Linked DNA regions of Mus musculus: region 1 is linked to region 2. The links are chromatin contacts, called in public HiChIP or PLAC-seq maps. All regions are on one chromosome and are shown on one strand. The core of a region is the stretch at or near the end of the contact, and the rest is flanking DNA. Distances in the headings are between cores, read along the strand shown.

Region 1 (5,878 bases), core at 2,924-5,423, 110 kb after region 2:
GCCTAACCTGAAGATCATCTGTTCCAACTCAGAGCCGCGCAGAGGCTCTGGGACAGTGCGCCATCGCCTCCCTCCTTGTTCGTAGGCCTTTCCTTACTCCGGCTCTTGGCTCTGGAGGCAAACTCCTACTACTCAAAACTCACTTGCCTTGACACTTTTCCTTAATTACAATCCTGCATGCAACTTCCTCAAACAAGATTTCTTATGCTACCCGCTGGGTCTTACAGTGTTGTGACCAGTCCCTCCTTCCCCACTGGGCACCCAAAGAAATCTTGTAAAACTTCATAGAGTGTTTTTTGTTTTCAGCCCTCGGGGCACCTAGCACTCAGCTGGTTTTCAATATATATTCTTGGCGCTATAGCAGAAGGAAAGTTTCACAACCTTGACTGCCTGATCAGTAAACCCTAGACCTGCCAGCCATCAGGCTCCTGGGGACACCTGGGGTCCAGCCGCAGGGAGAGAAGGGCAGCTGGGAGCTCACCCCTGGCTGGGCTGTTTGTGAGACCAGGCCACAGGCCTTTGGTGGGTCTTAAGAGCCCCCAGAATCGATTCTTGTCTTCTGGAACCCTGCAGGGTATTTGACATCACGGTGAAATATAAGAAAGCACTATAGGCAGTAGGGGGAAAAAAAAAAAGCTTGTGTGTGTGTATCTTCTTTTTATAACTGAGCGGCCCTCATTCTCTCTCCCACAACTTGACCTTGAACATATAAGCTGCTTAGGGAGTGAGAGGGAGCGCTCCGGCTCCTCACAGTTTTAAGTTGAGGGAAATTTCCCCCTTGACTTCCCCTCAGCAAGCACAGTTTTGGGCGTGTGGAAACTGAGACACGGAGGGTGAGGTACTCACTCCTATCTACCGGGCTCAGGGGCTGATGGGAAAGGATGGCTGGAGGCAGGGGATAGGCTGGATTGGAGTATCTTACCTAACCAGGGGGATTTACTACAGAGGTTCTTTTCTTCTTATTTATTTATTCGAAATATTATTTATGTATTATTATTTATACAAGTACACCGTAGCTGTCTTCAAACACAGACCAGAAGAGGGCATCAGATCTCATTACAGATGGTTGTGAGCCACCATGTGGTTGCTGTGCTTTGAACTCATGACATTTGTGGAAGAGCAGTCGGTGCTCTTAACTGCTGAGCCATCTCACCAGCCCTGTCTGTCTTTCTGTCTTTCTGTCTTTCTTTCTTTCTTTCTTTCTTTCTTTCTTTCTTTCTTTCTTTCTTTCTTTCTTCCTTCCTTCCTTCCTTCCTTCCTTCTTTCCTTCCTTCCTTCCTCCCCCCTCTCTCTCTCTCTTTCTTTCTTTCTTTCTTTCTTTCTTTCTTTCTTTCTTATTGAGACTGGGTCGCAGAACTCAAGCCAATCCTCCTGCCTCGGTCTCCCAAGTACTGGGATTACTGGGGTAGAAACCAGCACACCTGCTTTCCCTGGTGCTTTCAGATGCTCCACCTTGGAGATGGGATGGGTGTGAAGAGCTCATTGCCAAACAGAGAGAGACAGCAGCCGGGAGAAACAGAGAGAGACAGTACCGGGGAGAAAGGATGCTGACACAGGCTTGCAAGAGCAACAAACAACTTGGACCCTTCATTTCTCCATCTGTAAGATGCCAACATAGTATCCATTTCATAGGACCCTCAGGCACGCCAGACACCAGAATCATGGAAAAGCATTCAGCTGTTCTTTCTCCATTTCCCCCATTTAACAGACAGGCAAGCTGAGGCCCAGAGAAGGGGCATGCGCAGGCTCACAGGCACAGTAGCAGACCTTGGATATGGACCAAGCCCTGCAGCCTCCCAGCCTGTTCTTTCCCTTCTGCCCCCGTGATGGTCACTTCTCAGGCCTCCCGACTTTGGCCCGTCCCCCTGCCAGTGTCTCCTGGGAGGAATTAAAGGAAGGGGAAGGTTCAGCCCCTTCCCTGCCTCAGGCCCCGCCCACAGCTGCGCTGCTTCCCGGACAGATGTGTTGCATGTGCTTCGTTCTCTCTGGCTTGAGGAGGATGTGGGCGCTGGAAGGAGATGCCAGCTGGCTGGGTAGCCTCACCTGAGAGATTTAAATAACCACTGCCTTCTGTGGGCATTGCTTGGGGGAGACATCTAGGCAGGGAACTGAGGGCCATTTATTTTCCCAGAGAGCCGTGGTCCATGTACCTCACCTGTCTGACCTCAGGGTCCATTCCCTGCCCCCTGGGCTCTAAGGCTGCACAGGGAAGGGCTGCCCAGTATGTCTAATGTGCTGCCTAGCACCCGAAATATATGCAAACCTCCCACAGATGCGCAAGCCCTTTGGCCCTCATCACAGGAACGCTCCTTGTCTGGTGTAAATTTTTGCTGACACCTGGTCATCCACCTCTCTGGGCTGAGAATTCCAACCCTATGGAGCTGGGCCTTGGGCTCTAGGCTGACACGATGTCCTGTGTGATCATCAGAAATGATAGCACCTCTCTGGGCCCTGGATTCTGTGTGTGGTGTGAGAATGGCAGTGCCCTCCCTACTTGGGCACATTGTTGAGATGGTGTCCCTCAAGCCTATACCGTGCCCGTGTTTTGTGTGTGTGCATCTGTATGTGTGTATGAGTATCTGAGTGTGTCTGTGTGTGCATCTGTCTGTGTCTGTCTGTGTGTGTCTGTGTGTCCATGTGTACGTATGTCTGTGTGAGTGTGCATTTGTCTCTGTGTGTTTTATATAAGCTTCCTCTGAGATTAAAACATTCTATCCTGCTGGGTAGCTCCTTAAGCAGGGAGGTAAACAACAACAAGAATAGTCTCAGGAACTCCCTGAAACTGAGCAGATTCCCTAGGCTCCTCCCTGCCAGAGTAAGCAGGGAGTAAGAAGACTCAGAACAAGAAGAGCAGCCTTCGAGAGATTTAGACCAACTGAGGCACCTGGGAAGGATATTCTCCAACCTGCTGAGCTGCCTGCAGGCAGTGGGAAGAGCTCCAGGTTCCCAGCTTGGTGAGCTGTCACCCATGCTGGGTGGGCTTTGGTGATGCAGCTGTCTCTGAGTCATTCCTGCTCCTGTAAGCAACCCTTCACCCATATTCCTCTAAGTAACTCCAGCAAAACTCATTAATTCATGAAGCTGGATATTGGTACTATCTGTACTTTAGGCTGTCGTGGGCTCCCTATCTGGGGTGAGCAGACAAGTGTGTTTCATCTCCCCAGGAAAGGTGTGTGTGTGTGTGTGTGTGTGTGTGTGTGTGTGTGTGTAGATTCACAGCAAGCTGCCCAGGGTCCCCCATGCTGCACCCCCCAGGCAGTGCTACTGGTCACATGCAAAGCCTCCCAGAACTGCTTTGTGCGGGGAGTAATGGTAAAGCAATGGAGGCCAGGAAAGAGTTGGCGAACACCGTAAGCAACAGATCTTCATCCTGCCGAAGCCTCTCCTGCACACAGAGGGAGCCAGACGAAGCCATTTCTTTAGGAAGAAACCAGCTACAGGAGGGAGGGGGGCTGGGATCAAGGAGAAGGCAGAAAGGCCCTTGGTTTATCGGTTCCATAGCTATAGATTAATAGACCTGTGCCCAGAGAGGATGCTTCACATAGCAATGGAGGCCTCCAGCCCACCTAAGATTCTTCCTACTCTATCCTGCCTGCCTCTATGCCGTGCTTGGAGTTTTTCCTGGTCAGTGAAGTTCTTTCCAGTGTCTTCCCACATGAAGAAGAGGGGGGCAGAAATGAAGGCGGTGGGCATCCCCAACACACTCAGCCTCTTTTACACCATTAGCATCTCCCTTGTAGTCAATACTGAAGCCCAGAAAGGGGACTCAGAGTCAGCCTCTCTCCCCACCGGAAACCATCAACAAGGTTATCTCAGAGCTAGCTCAGGTTATCTCAGAGTTTAACAGGTGATGGCTCCTTTCAGCACCACTTCCCGGGAGTTCCAACCTGGGAGGTCTTCCGCGGCTGAAAGCCTGCTTCCACCACCCAGGGCCCAACAGAGCTATGAAAGTCAGGACTTGAAGTGAGTGCCAGGCCCTGACTGTGGTTTCTGGGGATGAGAGGAACACTTGGTGCCTACGCAGGACCAGAGAGGGAGGGGCTCGGCTTGGGCCAGCAGCGGCTGTGTAAGCTGCCCCGCCTGTCGGCGTGGGGACGTGAGAAGCGCTGCTTCCTGGCTCCTGTCCCGCGCCTGGCCGCCCCGCCACGTCACCGCGCGGCCAAGGGTGCGCGCGGCGGGAGCGCGCCAGCAAGGAGGCGCGGCACCGGCCTGGGGCACCGCGAGGAGCAGGGACGGGGACGTGGCAGCGCCCCGCGCAACAGAAAGTTCCCTGGGAAGTTCTGCGCGACACGGCGCGGGAGCGGCGGGCGGGACCATGAACGTGTTCCGAATCCTCGGGGACCTGAGCCACCTCCTGGCTATGATCTTGCTCCTGGTGAAGATCTGGAGGTCCAAGAGCTGCGCCGGTGAGCGGCGCCCGGGGCGGGGCGGGACCGGACCATGGTGAGGACTTAGGCTCAGAGGGAAGCCGGGCGCGCGCGCTTCCAAAAACTTCAGCGAAGTTTTTCGACATCAGAGGATCCGGGAGATTATGAGGGAGCGTGGCTTCTGTCTCCATGAAGAGCCCTACCTCACGCTTCTCGCCCTATCCTTAACTGGGCAGCTGGCAGTATCACGGCTGCTGGGCGAGGAGTGGAGGGGGACCTTCCCCTGGGAGGAGACCATATTTGAAGTCGCCTTAGTCGTCGAGTCTTCATTCTCTCCTGCCTTTTATTTCCCCAGAGAGAGCCTTTTCCTGCCAGCTGGTGATATCAGCCTGGCCCAGGGATGTGGAGCTGGCTCTGAGTGGAAGGCGTTGGAGGGGCTCGCGATTTGTCTACAGGTCTAGCGGCCTTGCTGGGATGGGAAATATCTGGAGGCTGGGTTGATGATTTCAGTCCCCGGGTTAATAAGAAGCTGCCCATTGTCTTTCAGCCATCTCCGTTCCTAGCGTTCCCTGCCTGTCCCAGGCATGCAATTGAGTGTGAGCTCAGACTCTACCAGAGCTGGGGAGGCAGAGAGCAGCTGAGGGCTACGTGGACAGAGAGGATGGGCAGGGTATGTGCTCAAGGTACAGGGTACGGTGTTGAGAACACCCGTGCAAATACGTAGAAGCCACAGGGCATAGGGCATGTCCTGGGAAGGACACAGGAGGAAGAGGAATCCAGAAGGTAGGATGGACTAATGGTGAAAGGCTTTTTCCGGTCACATTCGGGATCCAGGATGAAGGAAACCATCGAAGAAGTAGGAGCAGAGGCAGAGGCTCAGCAGGTCTCTTGAGACTCCGGAAATGGAGGTTGAGAGCATTTTGAGATGTCACCTGGGAGGCTGATCAGGAGAGGGACTTGGTTGAGTATGGATCAGACACATTTTGGATCCAGTGGCTCTGGACTGAATTAGACGTTACCGGGGGTTTGTAGTAGTCAGTTGCCTGAGAGATCGTCTCTCACGGCCCTTCTGCTTGCTGGGCCTGTGACTTTGCTTTAGAGGTCCGGGGTAGGATTGGGGGAGTGCTTGTTACCTCCTCCCTCATCCTGTGAGGGACACTGTGCCCTGATACCCCAATGCCCTGCCTTAGGGAGCTGACCTACTGAGAGACCAGCAGAAAGCGACAGGAGGAGCAAATCAGTATGCGTTGCTGTAGGCGAAAGAAAAATGGCAGCTGGTGCCAGCCCCAAATGCCAGAGACACACTGGCCACTGTCCCACTGTCCTGCTGAGTTGTGTAGCCTGGGGCTTCTGTTTCCCTATCAGTCAGAGGGACTCACTCACGGTGTCTCTCTTCTCCTGGGCTTCTGGTAGGGATAGTGTTTATGTGTTTATGTGTGGAGCCACTATGGGTAGAACCCTGAGCCTACAAGGTTAAGAGGACTGGAGGATATAGTGGCCAGGTATCCCCC
Region 2 (6,111 bases), core at 3,297-5,796:
AAGTGAGAGATCTTGTTGCAAAACACAAGGTGGATGAGCAACATTGCTACCCAAGGCTAACCCTCCAGCTCCCATGCTCATACTGTGCACTAACACAAATGCTGTGTCATGATAGCCCTATAATGTCTACGCTGCTGGCACTTGCATTCTACAGATGAGGCAAACTGCAGATCCTATCCTTCCCCAGACCAGCCTTGAACCCATCCTCCTGCCTCAACCTCCAAAGTAACAGGAATACATAATGTACAATAACACCACCAGCCTAATTTTAACTATCTATCTATCTATCTATCTATTGCTTTATTGTTTGAGAGAAAGTCTCAATATGTAGTCCGGCCATCCTGGACCAGGCTAGCCTAGAACTCACAAAGCTCCATCTGCCTCTGCCTCCAGAGTGCTGGGATTAAAGGCGTGCGCCACCATGCCCCGGCTACCTTAATTTTAAGAACCATGAATTCTACCTGGTAAGTGACCTACCCAAGGACACAGTACTAATAAATGCAAGGATTTGACTTGCAATTCCTAATTCTCTTTCCAGGCCACAGGGACTGCTCAGCACTGCTCAGCCACAGCATACATGTAGTTGATAGAGGACAACTTTCAGGAGCTGGGTCTCTCCTTCCACCACAGGCTCTGGGGATCAAAGCTGGGTCATCAGCCTTACGCAGAAAGCGCCTCTACTCACTGAGCCATCTCGCTGGCCCAGATTCCGGAACCCTCAGCTGCCTATGCTCAAGCACCCACTGGGCTTTCTCCCTCAACTCCCATGCTCACATCCTACATACAGCCCGTCAGCCCCCGCCAGCTGTGCTTCTGCAAGAGTCGGCAAAGACCCCTAGTGGAGCATGTGCAGTCTCATGGCCTCTGTCCAGAGAAGGGATGACTGCCTAATTACTCATACAGGCAGGCCAGCGAGTCACTGCACCAAATCCAGCCAGCCTGGCACCTGGCAAAGTAGAGCAAGAAGTCTTCGTGGAGCTCAAAGGAAGATGAGGCGGCTGCATCCAGCTTGCCTGGCTCCACTACCAGCTACTGGGTCCTTCTAACCGCGTTCATAGAACATGGACAGTGGGTGACTGACCATACCTCCCAAGGTAACAAGAGAAGCTAAGAGCCCAGGAGACCTGGGACAATCAGGGGTTCAATCCTTAAGAAAACAAGTTCAGGGCTGGCTCAGCCGCTGACATTCCACCCTGGCGTGGTAGCACCATATAAACTGGGCACTTTACCTATATAATCCTAGGCATTGGGAGGTAAAGGCAGGAGGGTCAGAAGTTCAAGGTCACCCTCAGCCACATAGTGGATTCAAGTTCTGCCGGGAATACATGAGACCTTGTCTCCAATTAAAAAACAAACAAACAAACAAAAACAGAACAAAGAAGTTTCAGTTCAGTGGGGCCAAATGACAGAGAGCAGAAGAGACCAGCAGGAAAGCAGGGCCTGGGGCACAGTAACCTTCAGCCCCGAATATGCAAAAGAAAAACAGAGCAGAGACTAAAGAGACACCAGGGACCAAAGGGGCAGCAAACAGGAAGGAGGCAGGTCATCTTGGAGTTACATGCCAGAATGAAGGAAGCAAGATGCAGGGTGATGATACAGCCTCACAACACAGGGTGTGTGTGTCACTTCCTCTCAAACATTCAAAGGCTTTCTGTTGACCACACCGGGATCACACCAAAACCCTCCGAGAGGGAGACATGACAGGCCTCCACATCTGCTTGGGGCCCCTGCTACCCTCCTCTCCTCCTCCATGCTCCATCTCTAACTCCAGGACCAGGAAGGCACTGAGCATACCGAAGGTCAGAGTGGAAAAGCCTGGAGATTGAACCAACTGACCTGTGATGGGGAAGGTGGCAGCCCCACCTCACCGGATAGTGGAGGATAGGATGGGAACTCATGAAAGCACTTTGAACTGTGCCTGACACATGGTAAGTGCTCAAGAAACTTACCAGGGGAGCTGTTTTTCCTACTGTCCTCTGGGCCCCTTCAGAGCCCTCTCTCCCTACCCCAAGTAGAACACTGTCTCAAATGTATTAGTCACGTGCTGGGCTACCTCAGCCAACCACAGCCTTTCACAGGGGACAACCCAGGTCTCTGGCCTCTCTTCCCTGATGGCCAGCAAATTCATGGCACACAGGAGGTATTCAGCAAGCACCTGCTGCCCCCAAAAAGACCTCAGCCAAGGTCCTGGGGCAGACCCCACATTGAGCTCTGAGGGCCTAGCTCCAGGCTTCCCAACACTCACATCAAATCCCCAGTCTCATTCGCTGCTGCTACTTACTTTCAAAACAAGAAAGGCCTGGGCCCTGCCTTGCCTAGCAGCTTCTACTCCAGGGAGCACATGGAGAGAAATGAGCACAGCGGGACTGGAAATAGCACCGAGCCCCTCTTGGGGAGAGGCCTGGGCAGGCCAGCTGGCAAACAGAAGCAAAGCCTCAAAGGCAGGGAGTCCTGGAGGGCCGAGGACACGGCTCAGCAGCACACTGCCTGCCCAGAGTGCCTGAGGTCCCGATCCAGTGCACAGGACCAAAAGAGGGGAAAAAATGGGAGAGAGCAGCCAGCCGACAGGCCTGGTCCACAGAACTAGGACAAGCTGCCCACTGATCCCCTCCCACCCGGAAGCTCTTCTCTCCTCCCTAGTCCAACCCCACCACCCTGGGAGCAATCTACAAGGCATCCCCCAGGATTACACAAGGACGCCCAGGTCACCTATGGCTCTTAGGGGAGTATTTAGAGCCCCACCACCCACACTGGCCAGTGGGGTCGCTATCTATGTCCACCTCCGCAGCAGACTGGGAGCCTCTAGAAGAAGGTATTAGATCCTGTTCCTCTGTGTTCTACTCCAGGGACATCAGGGAGAGCAGTGAGCCAGCAGGGCCGGGAGACAGCCCTCAGCCGGGCGCATAGTAGATGCTCAGTAAGTTACAAGGCAACTTGGGCAAGACCCAGGGATGAAGGATGCTACCAGAGCCTACTAGTCCCACACTGACAAGGGAGTCACTTAATCCCCATCCCGTCCCACCCCACCCGCCTTGACCTGCTGCCTCAGTTTCCTAACCCACATCTATGCCCGATACATTATTGGCACAGCTGCCCTGAGAACAAACTGGGAAAATACACATGGAAAGCAAGAAGTCTCTGAGGAATGTTAGTCACCCAGCTTTGGCTCGACTGTCCCTTTGTACTGAAGCCTTTTTTTTTCTTTTTCCTTTTTTTTTTTTTTTTTTTTTTTTTTTGCTGGCTTGTCCATCCCCCCCACCCCCCACCCCCCAGCACTGAATCCACCTCCATACTCCTCAGTCTTTTGTCTTCTGTTTCTGGAATCCCTGTGATTCTTTCCAATTCTGATTCTGCCCCAAGCACCTGAGAGCTCTTCGATGCCTCGATCCTCACATCTGTGTGCGGGGTGAGCACCAGTCTAGCTTCTGGGGCTCCCACACCCAAGGGTTCCAACTCCGGCCCTGCACAGAACTCTCAAGATACTCAGATGTGCCGAGCCCAAGGGCCCACCAAACTTGTTGACACGAAGAGGGATGCTGCAAACAGCCTGTCAAAAAAGCCAGACCGTGGAGACCTGCACCTCCCCCTGCTGCTGATGCTGGTGGGGTGTGTGTGTGTGTGTGTGTGTGTGTGTGTGTTGGCTGAGTCTGCAGCACTTGCCTCCAGGGCACAGATTGCTACTTCTCTCCTTACATAAAGCACCTGGCAGCCAGATGAATAATACATAGACCTTCACCTCACACCCAGGTATCAGGCAGGCAGACACCTGCTTTGCCCCACCAAGGCCTCCAAGGAGGGAGGGATGAGATGTCCCGCCTCATACAGTCCTCCAAGAAAGGATACAAACTAAAAATCCGAGCCCGTTCCCCAGACTCCCTAGCTTTGCCACTGCCTGGAGCTCCTTAGCCCCAAGCTAAGCATCCAAGCAAGGTGTCCAAGGGCGTGCCCAGGCAAACAGGCACCACACACCCAAACCAATCTCTAGGGTTCCTTTGAACACCCAGCATCCTGGGAGCCCCAGATCCCTATCCCCCTTCAAATCTACTGACCTGTGTGCAAAGCGCGCGCACACCCCCATTTACGCATGTACCGTCTCAAGGGCCGACCACCGGGCCAGGTCAAAGCCACTGCACTGAGGACCGACGTCTCCCCGCCCCGTTCGGTCGTGCCAGGCTGCAGCACACCCACCGCGGTGCGCACAGTCCCATCGGTAAGAGGCTGGGCCCCGCGCCGCCCACCCCGACTCCCCCACGAGCAGGTCCGGTTACACTCAGGGCCCCGCCACGCTGGCGAAGCGGGCACACCCACGGGCCGCTTGGGGGCCTCCGAGTCCCTGCCTCCCCGCGGGAAGTCCCCAGAGTGGAGTTCTCCCCAAGGTGCAGCCCCCGCCCGGTCCCCGTTCATCCCGTGCATCCGCCGCCCGGGTACCTCAGGAGCCCATGGCGCTGGAGACTGCAGGCGGAGCAGGCGGCGCCGCAGCCCGGTATCTCGGCCGCCGCTGGCGCGTCCCGAGCCCCGCCGGGTACCGCCGCGCCGCGCCTGCGCACTAGGAACGCCGCTGGCGGGGGCGGGGCCGGAGCGCGCCGCTGAGGTCACTCGCCGAGCCTTAAAGGGGCCGCGCGCTGCGAAGCACCACGCGCAATCTCGGGTCAGGAGAATGGTGAGGTCCTCTTGCAACTCGCAAACGCACCGCGAGAGACCCAGGGCCCAGGTTTCCTAGTCCAGTCCCACCCACCACAGTCCTGGGATGCACAGTCTGACCCGCGGGATACAGACTGTCCCGGACACTCGCGAGCTAGCTTGAGTTTCAATTCTCTGAAAGCCTTGTATATGCCAACGCTGAAGGTGAAACGAAATCTAGTTGACGTTTGAGACAGGGAGGGTGAGTGTGAGACTGTGGAACGGACTTCCACGGAACGTTTTGTATAGTTATGCAAAATGAAACTGCTCTAGTGGAGCTGCCCCACCTCATTCCTAGCAGCCTAACGAACCGATTCTAGAGGAGTCATTCCAGCCCCTACCCCACTTTGATTTGTGAGGTCCTCGTCTTACCCAGATGACTGAAATGTGTAATATGCAACCAAGTTTATTTTTATCTCCAGCTCCAAATGTCTACCGACGCCTCTTACTTAGCGGGCTCAGCTGCTTTCCCCTCCACACACATTTCTTCTTCACAGCATTCCCCAATCCCTGCTTCCAGTCTTCAAGCCAGAAAGTCTAGTATTATCCTTGAGTGCTGCCCTCCCTCTCCCCCTCGTCCCATCAGCTTGGGCAAGACATCCTGTATCCCTAGACTCTGACCTCCACACTACTGAACTGCTGTCATGTCCAGGCTCTGCCCAGGTACTGTGAGCATCTACTTAGCCCGATTTTCCAACCTTGTCCTCGGCGGGTCTGTGCCAATGTGAGAATCAGGGATTCCTTTAAAAATCCAAATCGTTGGAGGAATGCTTGCTTACCATTCACCAGACCCTCAATATAATTCTTTGCACCAAAGTAAACAAACAAACGAACCCACCCAAGATGAACTATATGGCACTTTGCTCAAAACCCTTAATTAGTTCCTCATGCCATTCCAAATGAAGCCAACATCTGCAGATCTCTGCACAGCCTTGATCCAGCATCACCCTCCGCAGGCATGCCTGGCCTCATCTCCTTTTCCTGAACACTGACCTCTTGCTTTCCCTACAACCAAGTACAAGCATTCAGCTTCCATGCCTTTGCACCTGCTGTCCCCTCTGCTGGGGCTACAGTTTCCCCAGACATGTCTTCAAAGTCTTGCTTGGCTGGCTTTACTAGGGAAGCTGAAGCAGGATTGTTCTGAGACAAATACCTCCTTCCCAGAGTAAGATTGCTGAGCCCCTCACCTGCAGTCCATAGTCAACATCTCACTGTGCCCTGTTCTCCTAATAAAAGTTCATTTCTAACACGTATCGATTGTTTTCCTATCTTATTATCCATCTTCCTAGTGAACAGACTGTTGCATTAACTTTGGGGAGATACGTGCCCCAAATAGGAAGGCACCCAAACAAACCAAAGATTCTACACATCTCCCTCCATGAACCTGTGAGTTTATTGGTCATACTATGGCAATGTGGGTGAGGGGTGGGG

Evidence for each region. HiChIP or PLAC-seq counts read pairs in DNA pulled down with a chosen protein or histone mark.
Region 1: an H3K27ac HiChIP or PLAC-seq map of embryonic stem cells shows a contact between it and region 2, with 6 read pairs. The contact joins the promoter of Kdelr3 here to the promoter of Tmem184b in region 2. A contact is called at or near these places in 9 of 39 promoter capture datasets (cranial neural crest, embryonic stem cells, fetal liver and 4 more), 13 of 484 Hi-C or Micro-C datasets (the HL-1 cell line, adipose-derived mesenchymal stem cells, cortical neurons and 4 more), 7 of 115 datasets of contacts at active chromatin or transcription factors (bone marrow-derived macrophages, embryonic stem cells, memory CD8 T cells and 1 more) and 3 of 9 other capture datasets (adipose tissue, liver and pancreatic islet).

The regions. Positions count from the first base shown.
Region 1 is chr15:79,512,235-79,518,112 of GRCm38.p6, forward strand. Kdelr3 (KDEL (Lys-Asp-Glu-Leu) endoplasmic reticulum protein retention receptor 3) reads left to right here and starts at 4,174. Exons shown (of 5, transcript NM_134090.2): 1 at 4,174-4,406. The coding sequence starts at 4,316. It also overlaps a transcript of Kcnj4 not described here.
Region 2 is chr15:79,398,757-79,404,867 of GRCm38.p6, forward strand. Tmem184b (transmembrane protein 184b) reads right to left here and starts at 4,547. Exons shown (of 9, transcript NM_172608.1): 1 at 4,429-4,547.